Linked DNA regions of Mus musculus: all the other regions are linked to region 2. A link is a contact called in public HiChIP or PLAC-seq and promoter capture Hi-C data. All regions are on one chromosome and are shown on one strand. The core of a region is the stretch at or near the end of the contact, and the rest is flanking DNA. Distances in the headings are between cores, read along the strand shown.

The links. Promoter capture Hi-C pulls out the DNA fragments that hold promoters and counts their contacts. HiChIP or PLAC-seq counts read pairs in DNA pulled down with a chosen protein or histone mark.
Region 1: a contact with region 2 is called in an H3K27ac HiChIP or PLAC-seq map of embryonic stem cells, with 5 read pairs. The contact joins the enhancer-like site here to the promoter of Eln in region 2. A contact is called at or near these places in 3 of 39 promoter capture datasets (cranial neural crest, embryonic stem cells and liver), 3 of 115 datasets of contacts at active chromatin or transcription factors (bone marrow-derived macrophages and embryonic stem cells) and 2 of 9 other capture datasets (embryonic stem cells and pancreatic islet).
Region 3: a contact with region 2 is called in a promoter capture Hi-C map of liver, with 2.2 times the contacts expected there. The contact joins the promoter of Gtf2ird1 here to the promoter of Eln in region 2. A contact is called at or near these places in 4 of 39 promoter capture datasets (cranial neural crest, hippocampal neurons, liver and 1 more).

The regions. Positions count from the first base shown.
Region 1 is chr5:135,048,151-135,051,576 of GRCm38.p6, forward strand. It overlaps Stx1a (syntaxin 1A (brain)), which reads left to right. Exons shown (of 10, transcript NM_016801.4): 9 at 844-954; 10 at 1,677-2,950. The coding sequence ends at 1,754. Among named protein-coding and RNA genes, the nearest start is that of Dnajc30, 14 kb to the right of the region's middle. Within about 2 kb of position 1,946, at least 9 of the 459 cell types and tissues checked have an H3K27ac peak or open chromatin away from gene starts, as enhancers often do. A contact at or near this core is called in embryonic stem cells, where this site is marked.
Region 2 is chr5:134,745,739-134,748,944 of GRCm38.p6, forward strand. It overlaps Eln (elastin), which reads right to left and starts at 1,585. Exons shown (of 37, transcript NM_007925.4): 1 at 1,419-1,585. The coding sequence starts at 1,503. It overlaps Gm30003 (a long non-coding RNA gene), which reads left to right. Exons shown (of 4, transcript XR_868587.3): 1 at 1-1,570.
Region 3 is chr5:134,455,047-134,458,093 of GRCm38.p6, forward strand. It overlaps Gtf2ird1 (general transcription factor II I repeat domain-containing 1), which reads right to left and starts at 1,670. Exons shown (of 30, transcript NM_001081464.2): 1 at 1,463-1,670.

The DNA of each region.
Region 1 (3,426 bases), core at 696-3,195, 300 kb after region 2:
TGGCTCACAACCATCTGTAACAATATCTGACTCCCTCTTCTGGAGTGTCTGAAGACAGCTACAGTGTACTTACATATAATAAATAAATATTTAAAAAAAAAAAAAAAAAAGAAAGAAAGCATTTTGCTCTGTAGCCCAGACTAGTCCTATCCTCCATATCTTCCTGCCTCAGTCTCCTGAGTGCTAGGCTCTCAGACCAGGCCTGGATAGACCAAGGATTCTAGGGCTGTGATAGCAGTGGGGAGGTCTGAGGAAACTGCTGTGTCCTCCTGAGAAACCCTGAGGAAAAGACATCAGACTTAGACTGAGACCCAACATGGCTGTAAGTCTGACGAGGCAGTGTTATGGTCAGATGAAGGACATGGGACCCAAAGAGGACTGTGGGAACTGGTCAGAGTTTCGATGTCTGAAGACAGCAGACATGAGCTTTCTGGAACTGTCTCCCTAAGGAAAGAGTAGAGGCTTGCTCATGCTCACCCGGTAAGCTTTGGCCAGGGAAAGCACAGCTTGTGGTGCACCCACTCACACCCTGCCACTGCCTGGCATTGTCCATTTCCTAGGGTCACAGCTGGCCACCCTCTGCATGGTCCTCAACCTTGTCTGAGACTGCATGGCCAATGCCACACCCCGGGATGGCTGCTGTTTGGGACCGGTGGGAGCTGCCCCTAGCTGTCTTGTCCTCAGGACGCCTGGCCTGGTGGCACAGGTGAGAGGCTGCATGCCCTCCTCCCACAGCTCCTCTCTCTCTTTCTGACTTCAGGAGACTTTCCTGAACCCCTACCCTGCACTCCCTCCTGGTCCTGAGGAGGGACGCCTGGACCTTGGGTACCCCCGGTCCTGCAGGGGGAGATGATTGACAGGATCGAGTACAATGTGGAGCACGCCGTGGACTACGTGGAGAGGGCCGTGTCAGACACCAAGAAGGCCGTCAAGTACCAGAGCAAGGCGCGCAGGGTCAGTGGCCAGCTCTGCTTAAGCCCATGCCCCAGAGAGCCCCCAGACCAGGGGATCCTCCTCCCCCACCTGCTCGGCCTGTTTTCACAAGCTCCAACCATAGCCTCCACTTCTTCATCAACAATCCGTTCTAGGCCATCCCCATTCCTAGTCCTGACCCTCCAGAACCCAGCCCCCATTTTACTGATTTTTGCTCGTTTTCTTTGTTTTGTTTTAATTTGTTCTATATTGAGGCTCACTATTGGGAATGGAACCTAGGACCTAGCAAATGCTAGACAAAAGCTCTACCCCAGCCACGCCCCCAGCCCCTCCCCAGGGGATTCTAGGCAGGGGCTCTACCACTGAGCCACGCCCCCAGCTCCTCCCTGGGGAATTCTAGGCAGGAGCTCTACCACTGAGCCACGCCCCCAGCCCCTCACTGGAGGATTCTAGGCAGGTTCTACCACTGAGCCACACCCCCAGCCCCTCCCTGGGGAATTCTAGGCAGGAGCTCTACCACTGAGCCACGCCCCCAGCCCCTCCCTGGGGCATTCTAGGCAGGGGTTCTACCACTGAGCCACGCCCCCAGCCCCTCCCTGGGGCATTCTAGGCAGGGGTTCTACCACTGAGCCACGCCCCCAGCCCCTCCCTGGGGGATTCTAGGCAGGGGCTCTACCCTCACTGTACCCACCCCCCCCCCCCCCCACCTGCTCTTCTGAGGCCTGCCTTTTGTGTCCCTGTAGAAGAAGATCATGATCATCATTTGCTGTGTGATTCTGGGCATCATCATCGCCTCCACCATCGGGGGCATCTTTGGATAGAAACCACCCCACCCACTGCTCCATTCTGGATGGGTCTCCCTGAGGAGGCCCCTGGCTGCTGCACCTAGCTGGGTTGCCCTCCCCACTCCTGCCTTCTGGCTGGGAGTCCTTTTCCCTCCCATCCCACACTGCTCCCTCTCTGCCATGAGGCTCCCGTCCCCACCACCCTGCCCCAAGCCGTGTCGTGTGCATGATCTTGTGACAGTGTGTGTCTGTACAGGAGGCAGAGTCGGGAGCAGGATTGGGAACAGCCAGAGTGGCTGGGTACAGGCCAGTGCGGGGCAAGACTCGGGCCCTGGCCAGGTCTGCCTTTCTTCAGCCTGGGGTCTACACTTCCCTGGGACTCAGGCTCCTTTCTGGACCCCAACCTTGCCCTCACTTGTCCCGTCCTCTGGCTTCTCCAGCTCTTCCCACCATGCCAAGGCACCTGGAAGGTGGGGACCAGCTGGTCACATGGTGCTGCTTTTCAGGTTAGGGGTGGGGATAGCTCAGCACTGAGTCTTTGTTAGCTGCCCCTTGCCCGGAGGCTCAGGGTGCCACGGCTGCGGGTGTTAGGAGCACCTAGTACCCTCTCTTTGGGCAAAGCCTGACAGTGTCTCTGGCCCTGGGAGTCATGTTCCTGGGCTGGGCCTGAGCCTAGTGACCCTTTACTAAGAAGCTTAGTGGTGTCATCTCCAGCCTTGCTTTGAGTTGGAGGGATGGAGCAGGCCATAGTCCTAACAGGCATGGTAAGTTGTGGCCAGAGTTGCATGTTGGGGACAGCAGTTCCCTGCGCCCTTTATGCTCTGAAAGCCAGGTGTCACTTTGGGCCTGTAGTCTCACCCTGCCCCGTCTCCCATTGATGTGCCACGTGGTATCAGGTGTACTGGATGCAGTATTCAGCAGCCAGCTGGGGAGGGGGCTCCCCACTTCCCCCCTTGCCATCTTGGGGCTTCTCAGAGTCAAAACTGTACCCCCTGCCCCAGGACCCCTTTCTCGCCCACAGGCAAGGAGTATGCATGCGAGTGCATGCAGCGGGAGCTGGGGCCGTGTCTGTGTGCCCCCTTTCCCTCAGCTTTGCTCCTGCCCAGTGACTGTGACCACTGTCCGTGCTGCCTTCTCACGGCCACCTCCCTTTACCCCTTCACCAAAGGTCTTGGTACAACCAGCTGCCCATTTTGTGAGATTTTTATGTAGAATAAACATTTGTATCTGTAGTGAGCCTCTGTTTGGAACATCTTTTCCACCTGCAGTATAGGAGACGTGGGATCAACCACGGAGGTGCTGATGGGGAAGAGGCTCAGAGATGAAGGATCCCTCCCTCCTCGATACACAGGCTTTCATTTGCCTCAGGGTAATCAGTGGTTAACATCTGGGCTTTTGAGACGTGCCCAGAACCTCACATCCTTACCTAGGGGAAGCCAAAGCCCTTGTTTGTCAAAGGCAAGGTTCCAGATGTCTCGTCTATATGAATGTTTTACCAGCATACATGTGTGTGCCTGGGGCCCTAAGAGGTTGGGAAAGGGGGTTGGAGTCCCTGCAACTGGATTTATTTATAGTCTTTAGCCCCCGTGTGGGTGCTGGGAACCAATTCTCATTTCGCTGTATAAGCAACAAATGCTCTTAACCGCTGAGCCATCTCTCCAGCTCATAGATCTTGTTTTTAAGTTTGGCTTGTTTTAAGACAGGGTCT
Region 2 (3,206 bases), core at 335-2,834:
CTCTTTAATGGGTCCTCCCGTTGGTACCCACAAACCTCAGTCTCGTTCCAGCCCTGGAACTCTTGTTCTACAGTGGGCTCCTAGCCCCCAGCAAGTAAGTCTCATGGGACAGATGCTGTTCTTATTCAGTCTCTGACCACAGCCCTGTCCAACCCCGCCCTGTAGCCTCCTGTCCCCAGTCCAAGTTCAGGTTCCCACAACAATGAGGTCTCTTAGGGAAACCAGACCCCAGCAGATGGTTCATAGGTTCACACCTCTTTCCCCACAGCTGGATGCACCTTTCATCTGGGAGCAGACTCCTTCCTCCCCATAACCCAACATGCCCGGTCAGGATACATATCAGATGACCAAAAGGATACCTTGAGGCTCAGCCTCTGATACCAGCCATGTCCTGATTGCCAGGAGATGGGCACTTTCCCCAGCTCACGCTCTGGCCTGTATTCCATCTCAGCAAACCCTCATACAGGCATGGACTCGCTCACGCTCACACACACACAGTGACGTCCTACACCTGGGCACCAGACGTCTTTAGGACATTTTTTTTTTAAGACAGCCTGATAGAACCCAAATGGCTCACTAGGTAGCCAATGATGTCTTGAATTCCTGATCCTCCGATGACCACCACACAGGTATGTGTCACCACGCCCACCTAGTTTACTCAGAGCTTTGAGAATGTTTAGCATGCCTTCCATCAACAGGGACGTCCTCAACCCTCCTGGTTGCTCTTGAGACGGGGTCTGGTTGGCTTTGAACTTACATGTTGGGGGTCACAGGTGTGGCTCACCACGCCCAGCTGGGTGTTGGACTTTGGCAGATCCCATCACACAACTTCACGGTTTGCCTCCCTGTACCTCCATCTGTCTAGGAACGGACTTGTGAACAGACCTTCATACCATCCCAGACACATTTCCTTCAGGGACATGCTTGGCTAGAACCTCACACTGACACCTGTGCAACATAGTATGAAACACACACGGGCGCATACACACACACACACACACACACACACACACACACACACACACACACAGAATCCGAACATCTCCAAGCAAAGACAAACCAGGATTGTCTCTCCCCAGGCTGGTATGTACACAGGTGTGCACAGGTATGCAAACTGCCACCACCACTGGAAAGTACTCAGGTGACTCAGAGGACCCCTTCGAGCTTGGACAGGAGGTAGGGACCATCCTGACTGGCGGGAGTGTAGCTTTGACAGGACCCCTAACACGGAGCTGGCTCCCAAGAGGAGACAGTTCCCAGAACCCTCCCTGTCTCGAGGAGGGGGGATCTGGAGCTGAAGGGCTCATCCATCTCCGGGATTCCCCATCAGTCTTGCCACCTGGCCGGCAGGGTCCCGCAGATTGTGGACAGCGTGGGACCAGCGAGGGGCAGCGTGGGACCGGCGAGGGGCCCCTTACCTCCAGGCTGCGCGGGATGGAGGAGGTTGAGCAAGAGGATCAGCAAGACGCCAGGCTGCGGGACTACCGCTGTCAGACCCGCCATCTCGGGGAGGACTGCCCCAGCCTGCTCTCAGCGCCTCGTTTTATCCCCAAAGCGTAATTGCTGCCTGGTAGGCTGCTGTGAGGGAAGGAGGGAGGGAGAGAGGGCGGGTGAGAGGAGGGCGGGAGGAGGGGGAGCTGGGGGAGGGGGCCGCGGGGGAGGGGGCAATTACGAAAGGCCAGACTTGCAAGCCTCCTAGGCTGAATCTGCCTCGACTATGGGTCTATTTTCCTGCACACACACACACACACACACACACACACACACACACACACACACACTGACGCGCGCGTGCTCTGCCCCCCCCCCCCCCCATCGCTTTCCCGCTTTCCCTCTGTAGCTGTTTGCTTGCTCCTGGCCCTGTTCCCGCCAGAAAGTGCAAGGGGGGCCTTTGCCAGGACAGCCCTCTGGAGAGGAAGCAGGAGGGAGGGCCCAGGCAGCCCGGCCAAAAAATCCCAGCCCTAGCCAAGGCTGGAGTAGCCAGGCCCCCGCCCCTCTGCCTGGGCCCCAGGCCCAGTGTGGGGACACAGGCCAGCTGTCCCGCGCCTCAGCTCCCACCCTGGTCCTGCAGACACCCCAACACCCCCAAGCCTGGCTAGAGACAGGCTTTACCCAAAACTGGGTTAGGTAGGTTGATGGGGCTAAGGGAGTCTGCCTATAGAGTTCAAGGTCTGCGAGCAGAATTGTCTGGGAGAGAGAATAGGATAGACATGGTACCGTGGGGGCATTTTAGGAACAGATTAGAGACCTTGACATACGATCTAGTTCATCATGGTTGAGACAGGTCTTAGCCATCTGTTTGAAGCCTGGGAAAGGGTGTTGGATCTATGGGTCTATGGTTGCAGAGACCAAGGGGCTGAGGTCAGGCGAGTGGCTTGGGAGTGAGAGCCATGTATTTAGTGTCTCCCTAGGGCTCAAAGATGATCCTTGCATAAGGTGTTGGTTGGTTCTGTAAGGGCCACGAGCACAGCTTTGCACCGCCCCTGAGCAAGGCACAGTGTCCAACAGAGGTCATACTGGGTCTTAGGTGCCTGGTAGGGAACATGGAGGTGGGAGCTCTGTGCAGGTGACTATTAACTCAGTATTCTCCTTCTTGCTTGTTCACCACCTGTCCAATGCTCTCACTTGCATCTGGAAACTGATTCTCTTGGAGGCTCTGGGAAGGCTTGATGATGCTATTCCTCTACTGGCCAGAAGGGGGCAGCCTATGCTGAACCAGCAGAGAGCCCTCCAGGAAAGCTTGCGATCAGTGCCCTGGCCACCCTGTCCCTGAGCATATGGAGATCCTGTAAGGCTTTAAGGAATGTGAAGTGTAGGTCAGAGAAAGATTATGTCATTCTCAGACTCCTGAGTGTATGTGGAGTACTGTAGGACAGGAGAGGGAGATGGTTGCTTGCTGTATACAGGTCATAGTTGGTTAGAAGAAAAAGTCTAGGCCATAGGTCCTAGAGTCTTTCTCTTGTAGGGGGTGGTGCAGAGGGGTGAGTTAAAGATGTCTTATCAGATGTCTTATACAGTACAGGGCATAGAGGAGTCTGCAGAGATGACAGCATTGGCGGAGGTGGGGGTGGGAGATCAAAGGCAGGTGGCTTAGGTGGACCTGGGCTAATTTTTGGTTCTCTTGTCTTGGTGCTCTTGTGTTTCTTCTTCTTCTTCTTCTTCTTCTTCTTCTTCTTCTTCTTCTTCTTCTTCTTCTTCTTCTTCTT
Region 3 (3,047 bases), core at 420-2,919, 290 kb before region 2:
TGGTAGATTTTCTAAAGACGCCAAAGTCAATCTCACACACTCCTGGAGCCTTAAGCAGGTGGTGACTTATGATGGAGAGACACGGGACAGTATCGGCACCCCATTTCGATGCCCCACTGCCCAACCCCTCCCAGCTGCCAGCCACCAGCCTCCTTCCACTTCCTCTTGCTCCAAATAGAATAAATAATCGATGCCGGTGCCCTTTCCCTCTGGGAATGACGCTGCTAAAATAAATGAACGGATCAAGGCACCTCCCAAGGCCAGAGGTCTTGGAGGGCCCCAACGGAGGAACAGGGAGCACTGACCACTGAGCTTCCAGGAGCAGCTCTGCAGTCTGAGCCGGAAGAGAAGCCCCTTGTGAATTCCCACTCCTCTAAAAACCTGCCGAAGACCAGCCTTCACGCCCCACATTCCAGATACACACTCCATCGCTGAGCCCGGCTCCTGAGTTCTTTCACTTCCCCAGGAAGGGGACCCAGGAACTGCCACCTCTAGTCTACTCCAGGGAGGCTGGGTCGCCAGACCCGATGCTGGTCTCCGCTAGTCTCCTGACAGAGCAGCCAAACTCTGAGAGCCACGGGTGTCCTCCCCCCCATCCCCCGTTTCCCTGGGGCTTAGAGGCCAGGAAAAAAGTCGCCCTCTCAGCCCCCTGACTGGCTGCAAAGCTGGGAGTCACACCGGTCGCGATCACTCCTAGAGACTCCGGATGGGGAGACTTTAAGCACCCTTTGGCCCCTCCCCCTCCTCTTCAAGAACTCAGAGACCACCCACAGCCGAGGCTCCCTCAAACTTGTTCCTTGGCACCCTCTGTGCCCCTTTTTTAGAGACCCTAAGTCTCTTTGACTCACCCCCAACCAACCAAAGAGGTCCGGCTCCCACCATGCAAGCCAGCCTCTTTACAGGATGACCCCCCCCCAAAAAAAAAAAAAAAAAACCGCCGCTCTGGGGCAGTGTTCGGACTCAGCTTGAGCGTTGGAGGACAGGAGAGGAAAAGGGGGAGGGGGAGGAAAGCTTCTTTCCGACGCCCCCTCCACCAACCTCCCCCGGCAGGGCAGCACCACTGACCTCATTCGCCCAACTGTATCCAGGCCTGCTGGGCTCCAGGCCAGTGGGGCGCTTCTCTCTCCACCTCCAGGGAATTCGAGGGTGAGAGGGGTGTCTGCTTTCCCCGATTCCAGCAGGTATCCGGAGGGAAGAAGCTGACCATCCCAACCCATCCCCCTCCAAACTCGAATTATAATCCCGATCACGTGCACACACACCCCAAAAGGCGGGCCTTAGAATTGAGACACCTGGAGGGGGAGGGGAAGGGACCTCCCATACACACAACACACTGAGGTTGGGGGGTGCAAAAATAAGGGCTCAAAACCAAAGCAAGCTCCAGAGCACCCCATCTCCATCATCCCTCATCCCATCCCCCACCCCCACCCCCGCCCCCAGTCAAACTTTCTCCTTTTTTTACCTTGCAGGATCCCCAAGCGCTCCGGGCGCCCCGGCCCGGGCCCGGTGGCCAGGACTCGGTAGATCCAGTCGCCTCTGGTTGCTGAGTTAATAATCCGGGAATGGGGGACAGGATCAGTAGAGGGAGGGAGGGAAGGAGGGCGGACGCGGTGCGGGCGGCCGGCCGGGGGCTGCGCGGGGCCCCCACCCCCGGCGCGGGCTGCGGCGGAGGGCGGGGCGCGGAGCGAGCGCGAAGCCGAGCCCGGGCTCTGGGAGGTTCTCTCTTTGTTCTGTAATCCCAGTAAGATTGCCAGCCATTCGCCCCGGCCCTAATCCCAGCCCCGCGCAACACCACCCTCCATTGGCTGTCATTTACATACGGGATTAGCCCGCACGGCCCGCCCCGTGCCACCGTGGGGGAGGACTCACAACCTCGGAGCCTCGAGACTCCCCCAGCCACGGATTAGAACCCCCTCCCCGGAGAGATCAGAATACATCAAGGTCACCCAGAGGACGCCCGGAGGATCCCTAGGTGGTTTGCCCTCCTGGTCACTCTTATGCCTGGAGTGTCCAAGGTCAGAAGGGAGGGACCCCAGGTTTTTCTCTTGGATGGCCTGGCCCAGGCCTTTTTATTTATTTATTTTTTATCTTGGAATCTCATAAAGCCCTGGTTGCAGTCAAACTGTTTTAGGGTCCTGAACACTCACGAACTGAAAAGTGAGGATAACCTTGAACAACCGATCGTCCTGGCTCTACCTCCAAGTGCTGGGATTATAGTTTATACCTGGGAAGACTCGAACCCAGAGCTTTCTGTATGTAAGGCAACCATTCTACTTATACAACTACACCCTAAAACCCTTATTGTTGTTGTTTTAGGATAGTTTCGCACACCCCACACTGGCCTCAAACTCTCTATGTAGTTGAAGATGACCTTGCACTTCTGACCCTCTACTTCCCAAATACTGGGATTACAGGTGAGCACAACCACACAGAGTGGTTTTGGGTCCCGAGTTTTATTTTACCATCCATCTGACCTCCTGTATACTACTAAATGGGGGAGGGGAACACTGGGGGACCCTCCCCCTCCAACCTCTCCAAAGCCATATGTCCCAAGTCAACCCAGCAGTTGGTTGGTAACCAGGTGGTCCCCTGAATCTTTGGCTAGGCCTTTGCTGGGATAGGCACAGCAGAGAGACATGTACCAGACAAGTCCCCAAACCACTCAGGGAGACTGTGCCTCAAATTCAGTAAGTAAAAGGTAAATAGATGCAGGACATGATAGAATGTGCTTGTAGTCTCAGCACTCAGGAGACGGAGACAGGAGGATTGGGAGTTCATGTCAGACTGAGCATCATAGAGAATTCTAGCCCAGTCTGAACTTAGAGAATCCCTGTAATATATATATATATATAATAAAGAGTTAGGCTTAGTGGCTTTCATCTATAATCCTAGGGCCTAGAAGTTTGAAGCAAGAGGATTTCTGAGAGTTTGAAGCCTGGCTGGCCCATATGATCCTGTCTCAAAAAGTGAAAACACTCAGTTTCACTAGGGATATAATTCAGTCAGTGTATAGAATGGTTGTCCAGCGTGCTTGCTTGAAGCCCTGG